2 separate regions of the Salmo salar genome follow, and region 1 is linked to region 2. Evidence: chromatin contacts called from public Hi-C data. All regions are on one chromosome and are shown on one strand. The core of a region is the stretch at or near the end of the contact, and the rest is flanking DNA. Distances in the headings are between cores, read along the strand shown.

What was found. Hi-C and Micro-C count contacts between places; a contact is called where the count stands out from the background.
Region 1: a contact with region 2 is called in a Hi-C map of blood, with 5 times the contacts expected there. The contact joins the promoter of dmbx2 here to the enhancer-like site in region 2. A contact is called at or near these places in 2 of 3 Hi-C or Micro-C datasets (blood and gill).

Annotation. Positions count from the first base shown.
Region 1 is chrssa23:29,692,555-29,698,140 of Ssal_v3.1, reverse strand. dmbx2 (diencephalon/mesencephalon homeobox 2) reads left to right here and starts at 3,384. Exons shown (of 4, transcript XM_014169593.2): 1 at 3,384-3,560; 2 at 3,905-4,086; 3 at 4,625-4,800; 4 at 5,004-5,586. The coding sequence starts at 3,912. The coding sequence ends at 5,462.
Region 2 is chrssa23:29,486,118-29,491,326 of Ssal_v3.1, reverse strand. It overlaps LOC106584361 (nuclear factor 1 C-type), which reads left to right. Exons shown (of 11, transcript XM_014169587.2): 7 at 1,731-1,841; 8 at 3,490-3,734. Among protein-coding and RNA genes, the nearest start is that of LOC106584360, 64 kb to the right of the region's middle. Within about 2 kb of position 1,531, at least 2 of the 13 cell types and tissues checked have an H3K27ac peak or open chromatin away from gene starts, as enhancers often do.

The DNA of each region.
Region 1 (5,586 bases), core at 2,135-4,634, 200 kb before region 2:
GTTCCTCGGACTGCTGCTCTCAAACGGAAACATCTGCTAAACAGGAGACATTAACAAAAACACTTTTAGAATACAAAACCAGCCCCCTCTGCCCTCTCTCTCCCCTCTTTTCTTTTACCAATCTGAATATTATTAAAACAACGTTCAGTGGATGGGCAGGATGGAACACATTGGAGAATCTGGTAGCTTTTTGTTCTTCAAACTGTTCCTACTCCAAAGTGTTTGATAGTGGGAGTATGAACTTGCTCTGTCTTGTTTCATTCATAACATTAGAATTTTAGCTTTTACCAAACAATCATTTCTTGTTATCTATTACACACAATGTTGCTGTCAGGATTGCTTTCTCCTTGTGCAACATTCCATGCAACAGGAAAATGTTTTCATGTTTTGTCCGTGATTATATTTTTCACCTTTGCAACAGTATTTTTATTTTACATATAGGCCCAATAATACGCTCACTGCAGTTAGACCTGCATGCTCCTAGCTGCTAGATGGCAAGACCATTGTGACGTGACTAACTAAGGATAACCTTTGTCTTTTAGTTCCAGTAATCCGTGCCTGTGTAAGTGGATCCACCAGGAAGAGGATAACTCCCTTAAGATCTTTTAAACACTACGGGAGGGACTGCAAGCCAGTAACTTATTTTTGCCTCTGTTCTCACAGTAATCCAGGTTATTTGCAGAAATGATATTCTCAACTGTGTTGAAAAGACATAGCATGTGAATCATAATGCCTGCTGATAGATCCAACTGTGTTGAAAAGACATAGCATGTGAATCATAATGCCTGCTGATAGATCCAACTGTGTTGAAAAGACAGCATGTGAATCATAATGCCTGCTGATAGATCCAACTGTGTTGAAAATACATAGCATGTGAATCATAATGCCTGCTGATAGATCCAGTTTCAAATTGTGAATTTTGAGACATTGCTTACAGACACATATCATTCCACATCCGTACTGTGTATTCTTCCAGGTCTATCACCTACTACTTAATGGATGGTGTCTGGGGTTTAAAACAAACAAAGCAATCAGTGAGGAGCCCTTTGGATGACTTGGAACAGTGGGAGAAATCAGTAATGACAACCCTTATTTAGAGTGGAACCCAGTTCTGTGGGGATGGGGAGGAGGTGGGCCTTTTGGAGGAGAAGGTTTCCAGGAGGGCAGTGGGTTGGGGTGGTGGCTATGGGGAGGGGGTTGCACACAACCAGAGTCTTTGTGTCTTTAATCCCCCCAGCCAACACAGCTTTGGCCAGGTTTCATCATGAAAGTGCCATGAAATAACTACTTTTTTTTCCCTTAGCAGTAAATCTCCCCTAATCCTGCAGGCTGAGTAGACAAAGGCCTCTGGGACCTAATCCTGGACCGTTTAGTGAGGTTCCGGGGCTGGCCTACAGAGCCTCTTCTAAATGACTTCTTTTTATCAGACACTAATATAGCTTGACAGCCAAGAACAGCGGAAAAAAGCAAAGAAAACATATATCCACATATTTTAGGAATCTAAATGTATGAACAAGTACTGTACAAGTATGAACAAAAATGTTACCTTTTATGCCAAATGTTCAGTTCCTATTGGGCAAAACAACTACAAAATATATATATATAATGTATCCAACAAGTGTTGAACGAGTTTGTAGTCACAAGCTTTATAAAGTCATTATTCAAATGGGGGACTAGATACATGAAGTGCTTTCATTTCTAAACATAAAACAAATATATGAAAATATACTCTCAAAATAAAAGGTTTACTGTCACCTAATATTAAACATTTGATCTCAAATCCAAAATGCTGGGGTATAGAGCCAAATTAAAAAATGTAGCTTCACTGTACAAATACATATGGTGGTGAGTGTAAAAGTCATGGGATTGTGAGACCCCTGAGACTGACTGTGTGGGTCACTGATAGAATGCAGCAGACATTTGAACAGAAATATGCCTGATAGTGAGGGAACCACCCAAGAGGTCTAAGAAATATATTTGCTACACCCACAATAACATCTGCTAATCACGCCTATGTGACCAGTAACATTTGATTTGATTTGACCTTTAGTCATGGTATTAGGCAATTAGATTCCTACAGAAATAGCGGAATCGAGGGCAAAAATTAAAACATCTTAATTTATCAACCAGCCAGACTTTTGCCTTGAGTTTCAGAGTAACAGGGAAGAATGAACGTTTCAGTAACAAATGGAAGATGAGGACACGGAGGGCTGTTAAAAACATTGAGGTGGCTGGTTTTCGCTCCAGTTGTGGTAATGGCCCCTCCTCTCCTGACTGTATGGCTGGTGTACTTGGTGTGTGTTTTACTCTGGGACACAACTGATACTCGTGGGAAGCATAATCTGTCACTGAATGCTTTGCCTTTCCACCCTTCGCACCTCCGCTAAGGCCTTAGTGGAATTTACATGTCTAAACCCTTCAGCCTAAAGCTAGAGCTGGGTTATTGGAGATGATCTTATTGGAGTGCTACAATTTGAAATGTGTCACAATGCACAGGTGTGCCAGGACTTTGGGGCGAGGAGAAATAGATTTTGTTAGATGGACTGTGATATCCATACTAGTAATTGGGTTTTCATATTTTCATTCCACAAGATACAGATTTCATTGCACCAATAGTAACATTTGGATATCATATTTTTATTCCGATACACATTTAATTCCAACGTACTACTTTACATGACAATATATTGTACACACCATTGGCTTAGAGCATGATTTAGTCATGGACACTGAAGTTCTGAACGTTTCTCAGGGTGTGCAGGGCAGCAGCCTACTTTCACAAAGTGTAATGTCATGTTTACTGCATTTGTGAAAAAAAGTAGAGTTTTATGCAAGTGCTACTGAAAAACACACTCCACCTAACCTATTTGCAAATTAGGAAAAACCATTTGCATGTTGTGTTTTATCATTATTTTCCTTATTTTAGTGGGATAATAGTTCTCTTTCAGGAGATCTTGAATCTGGCTCAGTTGAACCTTAGGAAATTGGTCTCAATGGCCAATGTCCAAATTGTATTTCACAGGCTGACAGTTTATGGGCAAAATATGTAGCCTGTTAGCAAAACAAACTGCAAAGCAAACCCCATCCAAGTGGAGATTGACAAAGCAGGGAGTTTAAGAGAAAGGAGGCTGAGAACAGGGAACAATCAACGGATCTTATTTGAATCTGGCCCTCCACTGAGATTAGCAGACCACATTGTTTTAATTGTTTTAACAGGAGGGAATGAAACGCTCGTTTATTGAGGAGGGATCCTTTGTGTAAATCTCCCCAAATTCAATAGTTTAAAAAACTTGAGCCCTTGGACCCCCTCTTTTCCCTCATCCCACCTAATCCAGGGTAATACCTTTCTTTCTATTGGCTAATGGTTGAGGGGAGCTGGAGTAAATGGTTCTTTAAATAGTCGTGGGTGAGAATGGTCTTCAGATAATTAGATCCATGCCATGACAAAGGGTAGCGGCGTAGGAGGATAAGGCCTGCATTTCGAACTATTGGACTGTATACTTGGACTTCTGAAAGCTCACGAGAATAGGTTCATTTCTGCTGTTTTGTGTGCTTCTCAGGTAAAATAAAGAATACTGCAGAAGTTATACTTTTTTTGTCTGATCTTTGTTTTGGAAATTGTTTTCTGGATGTTGGTAGCCAACTGAAGTAAAGTGGCAATGGTTTATGCGTAAAGAATAATTACTTTCAATTACTTTTAATGATCAAGAAAGTTGCTTATGTTTACCATTTGTTCTGTTTTTATTTAAGTGAGTTAAGACTGTAGCCTAAATACAAATTGCACAGTGCAAGCGTCCTACATACATTGTACAGTAAGCTATAGGCTATATACTTTTTTTTTTCCATTGTATGCCTAGTTAGTATGGTGTAAGTCCCATATAACTTAAACAGTTTTACCCTTTAGGTCCGCTATGAATGCCTTAAATTTCTGCGGGGGATCCGACAGTGGCAACGGACTCTATCCTCTGCACAGCGTCAACTCCGTATTTTTCAACCCCCACCACCAGATGGCAGACCAGTACCCGGTTTATCCATCAGCCAATCCCTCCTCGGTTCACACGTTCTCTGTTGCTGAAAGACTTGCAGGTATTTAGAAAAGACTACTGTCATTTATGACTGTGTCTGTAATCGATGCATGCAATCAAACAAATGCAGGTGGAAAAATAAAGAGTGTTATAATTTTAGGGCTCCCGAGTAGCGTTGCCACTGTCGGATCCCCCGCAGGCACTGCAGCTCAGTGCTAGAGGCGTCACTACAGACACCCTGGTTCATATCCAGGCTGTATCACAGTGCGCAGCCCTATGGGAGTCCCATAGAGCTGCGCACAATTGGCCCAGCGTCGTCGAGGGTTTGGCCAGTGTAGACCGTCATTGTAAATAAGAATGTGTTCTTGACTGACTTGCCTAGTTAAATAAAGGTTATATTTAAAATTAAATAATTTGCCATTCAAAAGCATTGCAGCTAAACTGGTATTCTATTGTCAAAAGATCCGTTTCCCACCTGAAAAAGTTGTTGAAATTGTTAATTGCCATGCTGGTATTTTCAGTGTAGCCTGATATCTCACATGCCCTCCTAATGTTTCACCACCTCTAATCTTGTTGTGGCTTGTCTTCTGTCCCCACAGAGTTGATACTGGAGGCCCGTTATGGGAATCAGCAGAAGCAGCGTCGGAGCCGCACAGCCTTCACTGTGTCTCAGTTACAGGCTCTAGAGAAAGCCTTCCAGCAGACCCAGTACCCTGATGTAGGTATGAGAGAGAGACTGGCTGTCTGCATCAATCTGCCTGAGGCTCGCATTCAGGTCAGTAAAGGTCGCTCTTCAAAGAGGACCAGCCTGTGCGCATGCTTTCATTCATGATATTTATTTGAACTGCTGCTTTTAGTAACTTTATTCTTGTGATATATATAACAGCTGTGGTGCTATTACCTTTTTAAACTTTTGATCAATATTACTGTTATAAATACGTCAACCCTTCACCAATAACTCAATTATATGCTCTCCAGGTGTGGTTTAAGAACAGAAGAGCAAAGCTCCGTAAGGGACAGAGATGCTCCCCTCTTCCCAGAGAGCAAAGCCTGGAGGAACCACATCAAACCAAGGCAGGAGGGGAAGAGAGGAGTACCAAGGATTCAAAAACACAAAGTGAAATAGCTCCTCTCTGGGAAGTCAGTGATGCTCCCACCATTTCTTGTCCTGGAGACTCCATTGTATCTCAGAACCACTCAAGATTACATTCTCCTCCCGTTTTTCCCTTTGTGGGTGGAGAGCGGTACCACCTTCCACATCATCAGGCTTTAGGGATGTTATCAGCTGGCCTACATTTCACGCCCACATTCTGGCCCATTCTACAGCAACACAGCCCGGCTATAGGAGTTGCCCCACTGGTTGGTAAAAACTGCAGCCTTTCCCTTCAGACTTCCTGTCCCAGTAATGCTGTACCCATCCCCAACCTGGGTCTATAACTGCACTACCAACAACAACAACGTCTCTTCAGTGTGTGTTGGCAAAAAGGGACTAAAAGGAGAAAATCGTACACTGCTGCACTGGTATCAACATGGACACAGATAAACTACTGATTTTATACTT
Region 2 (5,209 bases), core at 282-2,781:
CAGAACCGGCCCCTCCCTCCCAGCCCCGACCCCATCACAGGCCCTGTAGGAGTCTGGTCCAGCCCTGCTCATGTCCTGCTCTCTCTCTTCCTGTCTAGACAGCCCTAACAAGCTTCTCTTTATGGGTGGCTGGTAGCCTCGAGGTTAGAGCATTGGGCCAGTAGCCGAAAGGTTGCTGGTTCAAATACCGGAGGTGATAAGGTGAAAAACATCTGTTGCTGTGCCCTTGAACAAGGCATTTAACCCTAATTGCTTCAGGGGCACTGCACAATGGTGACCCTGGCTGTGACCCCACTCCCTGCAGGTGTCTCGGGGGAATTGGGATACGAAGAAAAAAAAACATTTCCATTGCACACTTGTGTGTAACAGGACAAACTGAACACCCCCCAAATTCTTATTTAACAACCCCATCTGATTTCTCTGAGATGGTGGGGGGGATACTGGTTAAGAGGGGAATGTTTGTGCACCTTCTCCCAGGTAGAGGAGGCCAGGGGAAGCTTGCGTCAGTCTGTACTGTGGGGATTGGATTGGGAAGGTAAAGCCTGGCCTCCTGTAGAGCTGTGGCTCTGGACAGCAGCACTACCAACCATCACTCTGTAGACTTTCTTAAAAAATATATACATTTTCAAGATATTGTAATGTAAATGTAATGTGTCAAATACAGTAGGTAGATGTGTGGGTTGGAGACTGAGCTGAGAGATCAGTCAGATTAGTGTGATCAGGTAATTAACATCAGTGCTGTAATGGCTGCCCCTGCCTTGCCCCCAGCACTAAGCCGGACGTGCGTGTTTATCCTCTGAGCAAGTCTCTTGTTGAACCTCATCTGCACCCCTGCCCTCTGACATTCCCGAAAAGATGTGATTTGCTCACTCTGCTCTGAGACAGAGGGCTAGGGGCGGATGGCTGGGGCAGAACAGGGGAAGAGGAAGCAGTCAGATAAGCCTCTCTCTCTTTTTGTTTTTCTCCCTCACCCTCTCTTTCTCTCTCTCACACTCTCTCCTTGCTCTCTCTCTCCATCTCTTTCTTAGAAAATGATTAGAGAGTTAGAAGGGCATAACTGTATAATGTGTGAGAGAGAAACCTCAAAGTCATCACTCCATGGCTGACAGACTGTTTCTTCCACTGCACAGTATCACAGCAACAACATGTACACTGTCTGCTCTGCAACTCCAAAGAAGGAAACAAAGAAAGGGCTGTGCAATCTTAAGACTCTGATCTAAAACAGGCCCGAAGCTGGGTGGAGAAAGTGTTCCTAGCACACATTCTGTTATCAACAAGTGTGCGATAGCAAACGAAACACGGAGGACAGTAATATCACTGCAACAGAGACACACATTCGTTTAGCACATGTAAGCAACTCTGGTATCAGGCACTGCAGGCCTCTTGGGAATGTGAGTGATCTACCTAGGCGAACCCGATTTGAGGTAGATCTGACCAAAACATAATCTTGTTTCTGATCCTATTGTTTCGTCTCAATGAGGAAGTTCGTTTGGAGCGTATGTGCTTTACTGCATCGTACTGCAGAGCTGATAGTGACCGACTGGGTCATCTCAATGCACCCTGCCACCCTGTGGTGAGCTCCTGCCATTACAACAGCCGTGTAGTAGCAGATTGAACTTGACAATGAAATGTAGGGTCTTTTCAACATCCTCCACCAGACAGTCATTATCATTATGGGAGTCCTAGTGGCATCAGTAACACCCTCTGTGTATCTCTGTCTCTGTGTCCAGGCATGTCCCCTGGAGTAAAGAAGACAGAGATGGACAGCCCGTCTCCTCAGGAGAGCTCCCCACGTCTCGGCTTCACACAGCACCACCGGCCCGTCATCGCAGTGCACAGTGGTCAGTACACACAGTCTTACGCATGTCACCCACCCACACACATTTACAGGAGACATCTTGTCACTGTTGCCACAATCTACCAAGCCTGAGGCGCGTACTTCTCCTAGGATGTGAGTTGTGTGAAGAATGCAGTCGGAAAAGAGAGAATGCATGTTTCGTACGTCAGAAAAGACATGTTTCATACGTCAGAAAAGACATGTTTCGTACGTCAGAAAAGACATGTTTCGTACGTCAGAAAAGACATGTTTCATACGTCAGAAAATACATGTTTCGTACGTCAGAAAAGACTTGTTTCATATGTCAGAAAAGACATGTTTCATACGTCAGAAAAGACATGTTTCATACGTCAGAAAAGACATGTTTCGTACGTCAGAAAAGACTTGTTTCATACGTCAGAAAGACATGTTTCGTACGTCAGAAAAGACATGTTTCATACGTCAGAAAAGACATGTTTCATACGTCAGAAAAGACATGTTTCGTACGTCAGAAAAGACTTGTTTCATCGTCAGCGTCAGAAAAGACGTTTCATACGTCAGAAAAGACATGTTTCGTACGTCAGAAAAGACGTTTCGTATGTCAGAAAAGACATGTTTCATACGTCAGAAAAGACATGTTTCGTACGTCAGAAAAGACATGTTTCGTACGTCAGAAAAGACGTTTCGTATGTCAGAAAAGACATGTTTCATACGTCAGAAAAGACATGTTTCATACGTCAGAAAAGACATGTTTCGTACGTCAGAAAAGACATGTTTCATACGTCAGAAAAGACTTGTTTCATACGTCAGAAAGACATGTTTCGTACGTCAGAAAAGACATGTTTCATACGTCAGAAAAGACTTGTTTCATACGTCAGAAAAGACATGTTTCATATGTCAGAAAATACATGTTTCATACGTCAGAAAAGACTTGTTTCATATGTCAGAAAAGACGTTTCATACGTCAGAAAAGACATGTTTCGTACGTCAGAAAAGACTTGTTTCGTATGTCAGAAAAGACATGTTTCATACGTCAGAAAAGACTTGTTTCATACGTCAGAAAAGACATGTTTCATACGTCAGAAAATCGACCCTTCTTCATAGTTAAGATATTATCTAAAAGTTTGCCATTTTTTTTATGTCTGTACCTGTTGAGGTCATCCTGGTGTAGGTACTGACTGCAGGCATTATGCTTTAAACAAGACACGCTTCCTTTTAGACAATGCATTATTTTGTTTTTTTTATTGAACTGCCCGTTAACACTTTCTGACAGGTAATTGTTTGTGGAGACAATGAAGAGTAATCTATGAGCAGGTAGAGTTCTCCAGCCAAACGTCTGCTGGATGATGCATGAACAATTAAAGCTGCTGTTAAAACGAATTGGCTATGTTAATGCGTGGTCCTGATAAATAATAGTTGCCATACAAAATGTCATAAGCTCACGCAACAGATACTGTACCAAAGGAGAGTCGGAAAGATTGAGTAATTTCATTGTTTTTGCAAAAGCACACATCTTCAATGTCACTTATCTTATCTCAAGCGTATCATCATTGTGGACCATGAAAAAGTACATTTATGTACACATTCTCTCTCTTTCTCTCTCTGTCTTTCTTTCTTTCTCTCTGTCTTTCTTCCTCTCTTTTCTCCCTCTCTCTCTTTCTCTCTCTGTGCAGGGATCTCTCGGAGTCCGCACCCTTCCTCGTCTTTGCACTTCCCCACCACCTCCATCCTGCCCCAGTCCACCTCCTACTTCCCCCACACCGCCATCCGCTACCCGCCACACCTCAGCTCCCAAGACCCGCTGAAGGACCTGGTCTCCCTGGCCTGTGACCCGTCCAACCAGCAGCCCAGCCCAGTGAGTCCAGCCCATCTAACAACTCTAACTAGGGCCCCGAGTTTGTCCTGGTCAGGTCATTTGGTCAGTAAAACTTCTGCCCCCTACTCATTACTGATACTAGATAGGAACCCAGTAGAGAAAGTTGGCTTCCTATTCACCATGTTTTATGTGTTCATCTAGCAGAACCTGTCGTCTTTGGACCATGATTTCATGGCAAGACCTTAAGTTTGAGGTAATGTTAATTAAAGTTCACTCACTCAGAGGGTGTGGTTTATTAAGAGAACTGTGTTATTTCCATCTGTTGTTTAAATTCATTTGTTTATTTATTTATGTGGATCACCATTAGCTTTTACCGAGGCAGCAGCTATTATAGATTCACCTAATCGTTTGTTTGATATTTAATTCCTTCATGCTTCCTGTTTCCTATGTCGTCACCCTGTCTCAAATGGCCTGTAGACTGTATGAAATGCCATTTCATTCCCATATTGTCCCCCACCGTGGTCTTTACTAGTGGACTGGGGATACTCTACTGTAGGTGACATAACCTGAGAGAGCGGCAGGTTTCCCTCACGTAGCTGCTACTCCCCCTCCCCTCTGCTCCAGACTGCAGAATGGAGTCACCACAGCCCTGCGTGACTCTCAGATTGATTAACACTCCCTGAAGGTGGCAATAATTCAATAGATCTGTAGCCATAAAATCATTGTAGTAACTATATGTGTTTTAGCCAACTTCTTAGATTTTTACCGTTATTCAATGTGTTGGCTGTCTGGTAGTACAGTAGTGGTGAATCCCCCGTCACATAGAGGAAAATAAGCCTTCAGTCTTCCTGCTCTGTTTAGACTCAGCCTGCTAGCCCTGCTGATCCTGGGACCAGACCAGCTCCTCAGACATGGTTACACTCATTACCAATATGTGACACAGACCTGAGAGGACCTGCCACTGCACCACATGCAAATGACCCCTCCTCCCTGCTTTAAATAGGCCGGCATTACAAGCCAGGTTGCTCAATGAAGCTGTCATACTGTTTCTGTATCGACTTGAAAGGGGTGAAGGGATGGAGGGAAGGGGTGGGGGTAGGCGCACTAGAGGAATGAACCTGAAGGAGATTCCAGTAGGTCTCTGGCAGTGATGCTGATGTTGGCAGAGTGCACAAGTCTGGCACAGGGAGAGAGGAGAGGATAGACATTTACTTGTATCAGAAGTGCCCCCAGCAGCAGCCACGCTGGGCTCTGCTCGGCCAAGTTTCTGCAGAGTCATTGAAATTCCCCCTGCTGCAGTGCGACTGCAGCCAGGCAGTCACAAAGGACGAGCGCATGGCACCACAATGTAGCTGACTCATTTGCTCATCCATTGTTGTGGAGGACAGTGAGTGAGCAGTCACTCCTCTGGAGAGAGGAGAGTATCTGAAAGCAAGGCCAGCCAGGGTAAGAGCAGCCATGGATGGAGGGGTGGATGGATGACTAGCTGAGCAGTGCAGTGCCCTGGACATTACTCGCTCTACCTCCTCTCTCCCTCTCTAACTCTCACACACACACACACACACACACACACACAC